Regions from separate parts of the Gossypium hirsutum genome. Here region 1 is linked to region 2. A link is a contact called in public Hi-C data. All regions are on one chromosome and are shown on one strand. The core of a region is the stretch at or near the end of the contact, and the rest is flanking DNA. Distances in the headings are between cores, read along the strand shown. Region 1 has its middle 18 kb from the start of LOC121218923. Region 2 holds the start of LOC107962911 (neurochondrin).

The links. Hi-C and Micro-C count contacts between places; a contact is called where the count stands out from the background.
Region 1: a Hi-C map of leaf shows a contact between it and region 2, with 2.1 times the contacts expected there. The contact joins the enhancer-like site here to the promoter of LOC107962911 in region 2. A contact is called at or near these places in 11 of 34 Hi-C or Micro-C datasets (anther, callus, hypocotyl and 3 more).

Annotation. Positions count from the first base shown.
Region 1 is chrD06:24,141,133-24,147,134 of Gossypium_hirsutum_v2.1, reverse strand. No RefSeq gene overlaps it. Among protein-coding and RNA genes, the nearest start is that of LOC121218923, 18 kb to the left of the region's middle. Within about 2 kb of position 2,919, at least 3 of the 9 cell types and tissues checked have an H3K27ac peak or open chromatin away from gene starts, as enhancers often do. A contact at or near this core is called in leaf, where this site is marked.
Region 2 is chrD06:23,980,435-23,985,973 of Gossypium_hirsutum_v2.1, reverse strand. LOC107962911 (neurochondrin) reads left to right here and starts at 2,246. Exons shown (of 19, transcript XM_041095415.1): 1 at 2,246-2,362; 2 at 2,464-2,677; 3 at 2,771-2,933; 4 at 3,248-3,384; 5 at 3,626-3,729; 6 at 3,829-3,924; 7 at 4,038-4,131; 8 at 4,231-4,351; 9 at 4,440-4,639; 10 at 4,764-4,855; 11 at 4,920-4,975; 12 at 5,122-5,211; 13 at 5,327-5,426. The coding sequence starts at 2,360. It overlaps LOC121218328, which reads right to left and starts at 586. Exons shown (of 1, transcript XM_041095417.1): 1 at 1-586. The coding sequence starts at 406.

The DNA.
Region 1 (6,002 bases), core at 1,670-4,169, 160 kb before region 2:
TTAAACAATTTTGGATTTCTTTTCAATTTCTTTCTCAACCCTAAGTGTAATAATCATTATAGCTATGTAAGCAGGATAGAGAGAGTGACATATGAATGTAGGATATAATAAAATAAAGTTAAACATATGTCACCCTTTCAATTTTGCTTTAAAGTCTTAAAATTTTACAAAGATTACATGTTAATATATCATTTGGTATCTATATTCAGTTTTAATGTTCAATCTGATACATGAGTTTTTTATCCAAATTTGATACTTAAATTAAACAAGATCATGTGATTCAATAACTAGTTCACATGTGTGCTCTAGTAAAAAAAAAAACCAAGGTACTTCATAAGAACAAAAGAAGAACTCGTATCAAATTAAATATTGAAGTCAAATTTAGATACCTGTATGGAACAAAGAAAAAACTCAAGTATCAATTTGAAAAAACTCAAATACCAAAATGAACATTCAAACCAAACTCAGATATTGAATTGGAACAGAAAAACTCAAATACCAATTTAAATATTCAAATTAATTACATATGTTTTAAAATAATTACCTTATATATTATCCCTTAAAAAAGGGCTTAATTCTGCGCTAAAGGGATTGAGCATGACCAGTTAGGGGTAGTGGTCATTGCACTCAACACTTAAACACCTTGTTTCTCCCCAAAGCTTGGACTTTGCATAAAAGCCCATTTATCTAAATCCAAATCAAGTTACATAGTATGATATAGTTTTAATTGCTTTTTGTACCCTTATTTTGGATGAGTTAGTTGTACGTTGGGTAAATTTAAAAAATAGGCCGTTTTTTAAATATAATTAGGAATTTATATTTTTTTCAAATTTAGGGAAATAGATAGATTTTAAGTAGAAAAACAAAAAATACATCTTATAGGAAGCATTTTTTGCTGACGTGGCAGTCAGGGGCTTAAAGCATGCCCCTTACAAGTGTTGTTCAATAACACGCGGTGCCCTTGCACTTAAATTGTATATGTACGTTTTTATAATTCAATCTTCGGTCTGATTATATAAACATAAAAAAATATAATATTAATAATATTAAAAACTTAATAATTAACTTAATTAAAATTAAAAATTTTAATAATATTTTCTTACCATTTGCAATTGGACGCTAAAAATGTGTTTCTCATCCAAACGATTAAGCAGCATTGACATTTTTATAAATTATAAAAATCAAATAAAATTAAACAAATTACGAAATATAAAACTAAGACAACTAGAATTTGAGAGAAATTGAATGAGAATTTGAGAGATTTTAGAAAATAGGATTTGAATGCAAAAGAAAGAAAATGAATTGAGTTTATATAGCAAATAATTTAGCCATTAGAAAAAAAAAACCATTGGAAATTAGTTGTTGGATTTTTTTACCGTTGTTTACCATTGGACGAGATGCCTCTTTTTTTAAAAATCAACTAATTTTCTTAAATTTAGGGGAAAACAGCCTACTTTACTAAATAAGTTTTGAAATTGGTATTTTCTATTAATTTTCCGAATTTGAAATTTTAAATAATAAATTAGTTGAGTTTTACTATGAGATATATATAAATATAAAAAGCATGAAAATATCAAATTTATAATTTTTTGAGAAATGAATTTAAAAGCTAATTATGAATGTTATAGTTGTACATGTGTTATCTAACTTACATTTCCTTTAAAATCAAAGTTCCCAAGGCTAGTTTAGAATTGTTTGAAATAAAACAGTTATTTGAATAAATTATAATTAAAATTAAGTATTATAGAGTAATTTTAAATTAATAATTGAAATATATTTGGACTCAACTAAAATAGTTATGAAAAGGACCTGCATATGGTGAAATTTAAGTCGGAAGAAATATAGAGACAATCTACACATGATTTATGCAATATGAGAATCAAACTTAAAACATCAAATATTTATAACCTAAAGCTTGTAACACCCTATACTCGACCGAATTGCTAGGTGTAGGTATCAGATGATACACTAACCCGAATAACTTAACAATATTTCTAATTCTGATTTAATTACATAATTAAACAACTTAAATTTCAAAATCTAAGTACTATTAGTTCTCGTGCAGAACTGGTCATAAATTCTTACAACTTTGATTCTAAAAACTATTGACAAATTTTAAATTAAGACTCGGATGCAGATGTAATCAAATTAAACCCTAAAGTGTGGCCTTTAGGGATGCCCTTCTATATACATGAATAGCTACTTCGCCCATCACTAATCTATGGCGGCGTTTGGCTTGGTCCTTTCTTTTGATTTGTCGAGTCATTGCTTACCCCGCATACATGCAATAAAGATTTTATAAGCTCGAAAGAACTTAGTGAGATCATGTGTGTTGGTAATCATAGAAGAATTCTTAAAATTAGGGAAAAATGAGACTTTATGCACAATTGTAAAACTCCTTAAAGATCATAGGAGAATTCATAATTTTCACTAGCGTAGCAAATGTCTTATTATTTCCAAGCTAACTGTCAGTGAATGTTACCACCGTCATATTTGTATTCTAAAAACGTTACTTCCTTATGGGTCTTGACCCTGTTTATTGTTATTCCAACCTTTCCTTACACCCGTTGGGATATTCCTCGTTACTAATTATCCGTATTTGCCACCATAGATTTGGCAAAACCTACTAGCATTTTAATCGAGACCTCGCCATAGTTAAGAATCCTTTTGATCTACTCTAATCTCCATACGAATTTGCCATACTATTTCGATGGTAATCTGCTTTTTGACTTAACCTATGCTTGATCCCCTTTTTTAGATAAGGTCTTTTTCTACCATCCTCATTCGTGGACTTGAATAAGATACTTCGCTCAATGAATCAATGCTTCCCCTTTTTCCGAGAGGACTTGTAATCGCAATGTAACCCTAGAATGCATTCTTACCTAAGCCAAATCTTTTTAAAATACTCCAAATAAATGGATAGTTCCCAGCGGACTATCCCTTGCCCAAGTGTCCCTGGCGGTCTCCACCTTTGGTAGTCCCACATAGTCTTCCATGTGTTATATAATCCTAATAGACTTTCGTTTCTTCTAATAGTTTCCAACGGATTTTCCACTCAAACTAGTCCTCCGCGGACTTCCTTGATTAAAGGTCCCCGCAGAATTTTCCACGCTAACAATCCTTATCCTGACATCTTCTTTCTCTGAAGATCTCTGGCGAACTTATTGAACAAACTGATTAGCGTAGAATCTGCTTCAGTGTCTTACTTATTGAGTCCAATGTTAGGTTACTTGCTAATCATTGGTGAATTAATAATGACGGCTACCCTATACCCCAAAGAGGGTATTCCTTCTATTATCTCTGCCTTGTCAAGACTACATATACCAAATTCCTCTTTCTGCTACAATTTGGTGAGTTCCCTTATTAACAGGTCAGATTGGCCACCGAAATGGCCTAGAACAAAATATTGTTCAAACATCCTAAATTTTTCGAAAACCACTTTTGCTCATGCTTAACAAAATTTGGTAGTAGCCTTTACTTAGGTTTTGTAAACATTAGTTTATTTATTGTTAATATTAAATTAAAGCTAAATTAACAACTTCCTCATTAACTTTATGATCAAATTAGATTCAGCAATTTACAAATTGAAGTTTCAAAACTAGTATTTCAATGGAAAAATCTGACATTTTACTTCGACTGAAAATCCATAAATTGAAACTTAAACTTGATTAATTATTAAAGAAAAGAAAGAGTCCAGGCGACTAACGTCCATGCATGAAAACACTAAACTAACTCAAAACCAGAAACCCATACCACAATACACTTAAAATTTGTTTACAAATCCAATTGAACATAAATCCTTATATCATAGGAAAACTTTATTAAAGTCAAACCGAAATGAAAAAAATCTGAGACTTCTGATTTGCTGAGTCTAAGACCTAACCACGCGGATTAACTGAAAAGGTCAAACTACGGGTGTGAGCTACAAAGCTCGGTGTGAGTAAAAAATAAAAGTAAACAATATAGTAACAAACAGTTGATCAAACATAGAATAGCCAAATTCTAATCATAATAAAAAATCATATCAGAGTAGAGTATCACAATATGTTAACACTAATCAATTATGCAATTTATGCTCAAATGTAATTTAGCACAAAATCCAACTTATCCAACTGCTACACACCATCTCCATCCATCCCACACACACCAAATAGGGTACACTAGACCCTTCCATCCACTACACACCAAATTTGGGTTATGGTGGACCTATCTAACTTATACACACCATGAAGTGGTTGTTCGCCACTCGAATGTTATGCAGTCAAGTTGCCAAAATTGTTACAGATTTACCGCCTAATTAAATCAATGCAGTTAAACTGTCAAATCTATCTCCCTTCTCTTCATAACCAAATTCCAACCACAATGTATACGCAAATCACTTTATACATACAAATATATCGAATCAGACATGCTCATATTCAGTTTTCAATATCCCACAACATACTTATAATTGAAAAAAATTAGTTGATTCAATAACATACATGCATCTAGACAATCTTATATAACAAAATTAAAACACATGTATTTATATATAAACGTCTAATAGCAATACACTCTTCACAGTCATTCAAACAATTAGTAATCGTGTCCCAATCACTTCTACAGAGGCTTAAACATGCAAGGGATCACTCAAGGACTAAAACAAATTAATTTGAGAAAAAGTGGAAAAACTATAAAAATAGGACCACACGACCGTGTAGGAGGGTTCAGACCGTGTGACAAGGGTACACGGCCGTATGGCTGAGGTACACAGTCATGTGGACAAACCATGTAACTCTCTGTACCAGTGTGACAAATTTCACAATTAAAGAGCAAGGGAGACACGGCCGTGTCTCAAGTCGTATGAAAACTTCTCAAACCGTATGCAATTGACAAAATTCCCAATAGAGATCACACGGTTGTGTGTCAGCCTGTGTGACTCACCCTAGGCTGTATGTCAGCCTGTGTGACTCACCCTAGGCCATGTGACCAGAAACTCAACCTAATTTCTTAAGCGACACATGGCCGTGTGAACCGCAGGTGTACGACACACGCCCGTGTGGTCCAAAAACCATACCCAAACTTACTGCAAAACACAAAATTAACATCAAATACACCCACTGATTATAAGTGTTCAAGAAAAAAACCTGAAATGCGCTTCTGAAGTTCTAAGAATTGATCAAAGCACCTCCAAAAAATCGATCTGAAACTCGATTACACAAATACACCACACTCTTTGAGAAACAATCGATCATAACTGAATAAAAAGAATTGAAGCAAATGGATAAAAACTCAACAACAATACTTACACTTTTCCTATTTCAGATCTTAATTAAGCGAAGAAGCGAAAGAACCGACGAAGCCTCTTAAGAAGCGTCAAGCGACCATGGTGAGAACACAAAAAAAATAATGCAAAATTACTAGGATTTTAGGGTGCACCAATAATAATAGAAAGAAAAGAAAAGAAATTAAGGAAAAATGGAGAAAAACAAATATAAAAGTGGAAGAGAGGGGAACGGTTCTAAAATGAATTTTAGGGATTATAATTTTTAAAATTTAAAAATAAAATAACAGAAAATACTATAAAACCAAAATCCTAACCAATCAGATTTCTACTAACTCAACAGTGACAGGAATTAACAAAAATTATTCTACTCTGCTCACGCAGAGGTTTGAACACAATATCAAAGGGTAAGCTAACACCTTACCACTAAACCAGTAGGCTCATTCTGTCCCTAAGACGCAAAGATAAACTTAAAAGTCTAACCAACCCACTGACCCAACCAGCAACCCTTGATTCTTCCAACCCCATTTCTGGGATGTGACATTACCCACTTTTTTGGACACTTCTACTAGCTATTATCTTCTTCTTAGTTTGGTGGATTCTCTTATTATCTCGTTTACACACGTTCTCAGATGTGTCGTGTTCATCCAATTGTGCTACTCGCGTGTGAGTCATATAGTGATTTTTTATGCCTTTTTAGTTTCTCGAATTTCTATTCTAGCGGACTTTATTTGTTGTC
Region 2 (5,539 bases), core at 997-3,496:
CATAGCTCTGAATATCATACTGCATCTTCATCGTCGACCTCCTTTTTTTGTTGGCTCCATAAACGCTGAACCTTCGTATGAAATTCTTCCACTTGGGCCCTGCCAATACCTCCGATACCTCTTTCAGTTCCTTGGCTTTCCTCTTCAACCAGCTTTCTTTTGCCTCTTCTTGTTGCAGCAAGTACCCCTGCCCTTGGAGCCGGAACCGCCACCGGAAAAGTCCCCGGAAACAACCGCAGCCGAAGGACGAATCCGGGTCTTCGAAATCTTGGGAGTAGTCTTCGTTTCCGTCGTTTCTTAATGGCCAGGTTTCTTTGGCGTGGGTTGGTTTTTCTTGTGGTGCGGCGGCCATGGGAGGATGATTTTTGAGAGCAAAGAGGAATGCAGGGATTATAAAAAGAAACATCCAAAGCCACAAAAACCGGCATTTGCCGTCCAATTTACAGCTCACTTGCTTTTAAGCCAATGCGGATCCAGCTGCTACTTGACCGTTAAAAGGGGCCAGAGCCTAATCTTTATTTTAATTTGTCCTTATGTCAATTAATTTCTTGCTGTTGGGATGACTTTAAATAAATTTGTATTCTTTCTCATAACATCCTTAATTTGCTTTTTGGAATCAGACTATAGTGATGGATGGATTTTTTGGATCAAAAATCCATTTACATACAAAAATAAATAAATTTATTCAATAAAAAAACAAAATATGAGATTAAAAGTAATTCAACCGATTTATAATGTTTTTATTGTTTATTTTATTATTATTGAATCCATGACTAGTTTGACAGTTAATATAGTTTTTGAAACGTTTATACCAACCACTCACCTACTATGTTTTTCTTTCAAAAATCATCTTAGATTTCAATTAAAATATATGAACTGGAGACCTTGCTAGAAGGAAATCGAATATCCAACTGTTGCTGCAAATCATTGGTTTTGTGTATTATATGGTTTGTTTGTTTGCATCAACTGAATAATTAATTTAATATTAAATTTATCATTTACATGTTCTATTATAGAAATATAATTAGGAGAAAATGTAATAAGGTAGACATTTTAGGTTAGAGATATTTATGAATAATTTAGAAATTAATATATAGATCTTTTTCTTCTTTTATTTCTTTTTTTTGTTTTGTTTTGTCTAGCGCACGCCTTTTTCTCCCTCTCACAATTTTTTTTATTTTTTTTTCATTCATTCGGTGAGTTTTCTCTCTTTTTAATTTGCAGATATATTTTGCGAGTATTTTTTGCCATCTTTACAAATAGTGATGAATAGATGATGGTGTTTATCGTTGCTGAAACTCCACTATCCACCAGCAATTTCTTTGCCATCAACTTCTTAATCTGTTTCTTTTTTTAGAGTATTTCAGAATAACCTATAGTGTCTTTTAAGTTTTATATGTTTTTTTATTTGTTTTATATTGTTTAGTAAGTTTTCGTTTTTTTGAAGTTTTTTTTTTCTGCTCTTGTAACTCTTTTTTGGTGTTGCTTGTGTATAAAGTCTTATTTATGGATTTAGTCTTGTTTTTGTAAGTGATTTTAGGGATGATTTTGCATGTTTTTCAAAAAAGCATACACCTATTGCTTTGGACTATTCGGGGCTGATTTTCTTATTACATTAAGTAATTGCAATCACTCTAGATATATTGTGCTTAAGTTGTTACAAAGTCAATTGTCAATATACCATAATGTTTTATTGATGCTGAAGTATTTATTGTGCTGATAGAGCTCGTCTTTCACTGCCTATGATGAATATTTTTTTTTCTTCGAATTGTATAGTCCCATTCATAGAATAAATTAATGAACTTCCTTCTAATATATATATATATAATATCTGGAGAATATTCATTTCGTGAATGGAACTAATGAGCTCAGCCATGTGTTGAATGTATTATTGCAAAACATTGTAAGTAGGAAGTAATCAACGGATTAAGACCCCGGTGATGATTTTGGGTTTTTATCCCAAATTAGGTTGACTCAGTAGATGGTCCTAATATCCCAATTGTAAAGAACAAAATGATTTTTTGCTTGCTTTCAATTTCATCTAATTTTTATGTTTCCTGCTTCATTTCCGTTTTCAACTTATTTTAATTGAAAATTTATCCAAGTTAATTGAATAATTTCATATTAAAATTGAAATTAGGGTGAGTTGAAATCCAAGCTGTTTGTTTTCTCAGAACAAATTAAATTAAATCCTGTAAATTCCAATAATCGGATTTTCTTTTCTGGTCCATTAATTAGGCCCAATACTAGACGCCTCTGGACACTCCCTCAAACATATTTCCACTAGGGTCAAGTCAATCATAACAAAGGAACCAAAACCCACCCAAAATCTCTGCACTGCCATCCTTCCTTAGCTTCCATGGTAAACCTCCCCTCTTCCTTTCTTTCTTACACTAATTCCTTCAGCTCTCTCCATTCTATCTGCCATATGTATAATGTTTGTTCTTTCTTTTTTTTTGATAGGAGGAGCCACAATTGCTGCAGCAGCAGGAAGAAGAACAATCACAATCAGTATCTCTTCAAGATTGCTTGAAGTTACTAAAAGGCGAGCGAGACGAGCAACGCCTCGCTGGCTTGCTTCTCGTCACCAAATTCTGCAAAAGCGACGATCTCGTTTCCCTTAGGGCTATCTACGACGCCGTTGGACCTCATTTCTTGGACCGTCTCTCAAGGACTGGTATTAATTCATACTCTTTTTTTTTTTTAAATATGATTTTGCAATTCTTTTTTTTAATGCTTAAATATAGTTTTTTTTTTGGTTTAAAAAAAGGGTTGGGTAAAGGTGTAGTGAGCAGTGGTAGTGGTGAAAACCGGGATGCGTATTTGCAGCTGTCAGTGACGGTTCTGTCTGCGTTTTGTCGAGTTTCTGAGATTGCTTCTTCGAAAGAAATGGTTTCCAAGGTTCCAATGATTTTTGAAGTAATGTCAATGAAGTAAGCTTTTTATATCCATACTCCTCTTTGTTTCAAATTCATGAATTTAGAAATGTGCAGTGCTTGATATGAATTTTTAGCTTTTTAACTATGTTACTCGGATTCGGGTGTAAGTGGTATGTCTCCAACACAAGTATAGATAGATTTCTCAAAGTTTTTCAATTTATTTGGTGGATCTTTGGAGGCTATATCTTTGTTTCTGTATGTCACACACTAGTATCTGATGCATAGCTTTTTAATGTTTTACAACAAAACTTATGGTCCATTGCTGTGTTGTTAGTCTCTGTAACTAAGGTTTTTTTTTTTGAAAGCAGATCAGGCATGCCTGTGCTTGAAGAATGCTATGAATTTTTATACTTGGTGTCAACTGCTTCTGAGGATGGACTTACAGCACTGTATGAATCCGGAGGGATTAAATTACTTGCTCATCAAATGTCCGCTCTGCCAGATGGTAGCTTCTCTTACACTATAACAAATTTCTAGAATTTGGCACTTCCAAGGCCTTATATTATACAGTCTTCATTATAATTATAGCTGGTAGCTTTCAGTCTGGAGAGAATTTGTTGTTTTCTATTCTGTGTTTGTGCCTAACTTTTTAGGGACCTAACTTATTTAGTTACTTGGTGTTATGGATTTGCAATTTGAGTTCTACTGTCTATGCAGAGAAGTGATAGTATGTGAACTTGCTGCAGGGTCTCATTTGATGGAACTTGCCATGAAGCTTGTCCAATTGATGCTAAAGAAGCTGTCACAAGGCATCGTTGAGAACGATCATCTCTCGGAGCTGTCAGTCATTGTGAGTCTAGATTTTTTCTAGCCATTAAGCTTTTGTTTTCAATGTCTAGTTCACAATGGTTAAATTTTGATCATTTAAACCATTTCTCTTGCAATTTAGGTGACCAAAATAGCAAGACAATTTGCTCTCCTACAAAATGCCTTGAAGTTTGAAGCACTTCACTTATTGTCTGCCATCTTCTCTTCAGAATACTCGGTATGCCTCCCCTCCCCCCACTGTTTTCTTTCTAGGAAGTTATTGCTTTGGATCTCTAATTGTTAGGAATCATCTTAACTTTGACTGATAATATTTTCACTCGATACGTTTAGACACTCCTTCATGATGCTCTCCGTGTTATTCAAAACGAAAACTGGTCAAACCATATGCGTGATGGTGTTGCGACAATTTTACAGAACCGTGTAGGTATGTTGAACTGAATTTGTTCAATCTTCCTTTCCAATCAAAACTAAGTTTTAATTAGTGAAACTTACTGGTGATAATGTTTTTGATATTTTATTGCAGCACCTGCTGAAAAATTTGAGGCCCTTATCCTAGCTGAATCCATGGTATCTATAAAGGGTGAGGGTTGGCTGATTGGTCAAATAAACTTGCCTAATGTACAGGATCCTATTCCAGCTGACAGGTAAGGAGTGCTTGTTGAATTCTTTTGGCTCTTGTAAAGCTACCATAATTGGGTGGGATGGTTCATTATTTGTAGATTTATTTCTCAGGTGTCTATTGCTTGTCTTAGAGTCATCAAGGGTTGAAGTTGCTGTTTTGCTGAATGAGCTAGCCTACTCGAAATATGAAGCTTCTAAGAGTTCTTCATCAACAGCTGAAACAATAATCTCAAAGCAACAGAAAGTGACTATTGTCTTTTCATTGGTGGAGAAGATAATAAAGTTGATATCAAACATTGGTGAAACTGAAGGTATGTTGCTTTTGCTACCTTGTGAAAATTTTGTTCAGTTTGTTGCACTGGAGTTCCTTATTTTCTAATATGCATATTGGAAGCTGTTTATTTAAGAATTTTATCAAAGAAACTCAAATTACAGGGCACCATCTTGATGAAAATACTTTCATAAAGGCGATCAATGGGCTTAATGAGACAATTGGTGTGGTTCTAGAGTATCTGCAAGATGCAAAGGTATGGTTAGAAATATGATCATGATATTTCTTTACCTCTTTTATTTACTGTTAAAAATTTGCAGGAACATGGGCAAAAAGTAGGAAATGATCTTCTTGCTTCAGTACGCCTTGTTGGGAGGTATTTTTGATGGCATCTCATTCAAAGTATTTATGTCATTTCCTTTTTATATATCCAGGCACACATATACATTGTCAAGCATTGGATTTGATCTTTTGCACCTACGGTGGAATGTTTTGTTGAGCTGATGTTTGTGTTTGTTTTAGCTATCTTGCAGAAGCACCTGTTGCATGCGAAGATAAAATCACGGAACTTTTGGGATATATGCTTTCAGTTGAAGGTGAACATGAATCAAGGTATGACAACTTAACTTTGTAGTTCTTTAATGATTTGATGCCCATGCCTTTTGTTTGATTTCTGTAGTTCTTGACCAACTTTGCTGAACATTTTCGCTAATTAACTTTGATACAGCCCATTTTACTCTGTATGCTTTCTGCTTCCAATGTTGTGTCAAAAGACTATGAAAATTGAAGGATGCAAACTTTTGGCTTCTTCTGGAGGTTATAAAGCTGTAAGTATATCTTAATTAAAAGTCCCATTCTTGTTAGTATCTAATTCCAATTCAACTGCCTATAAGGCCTTGGCTCAATGGCAAGGTTGAAGCCCCAAGTTTGAGCCTAACCT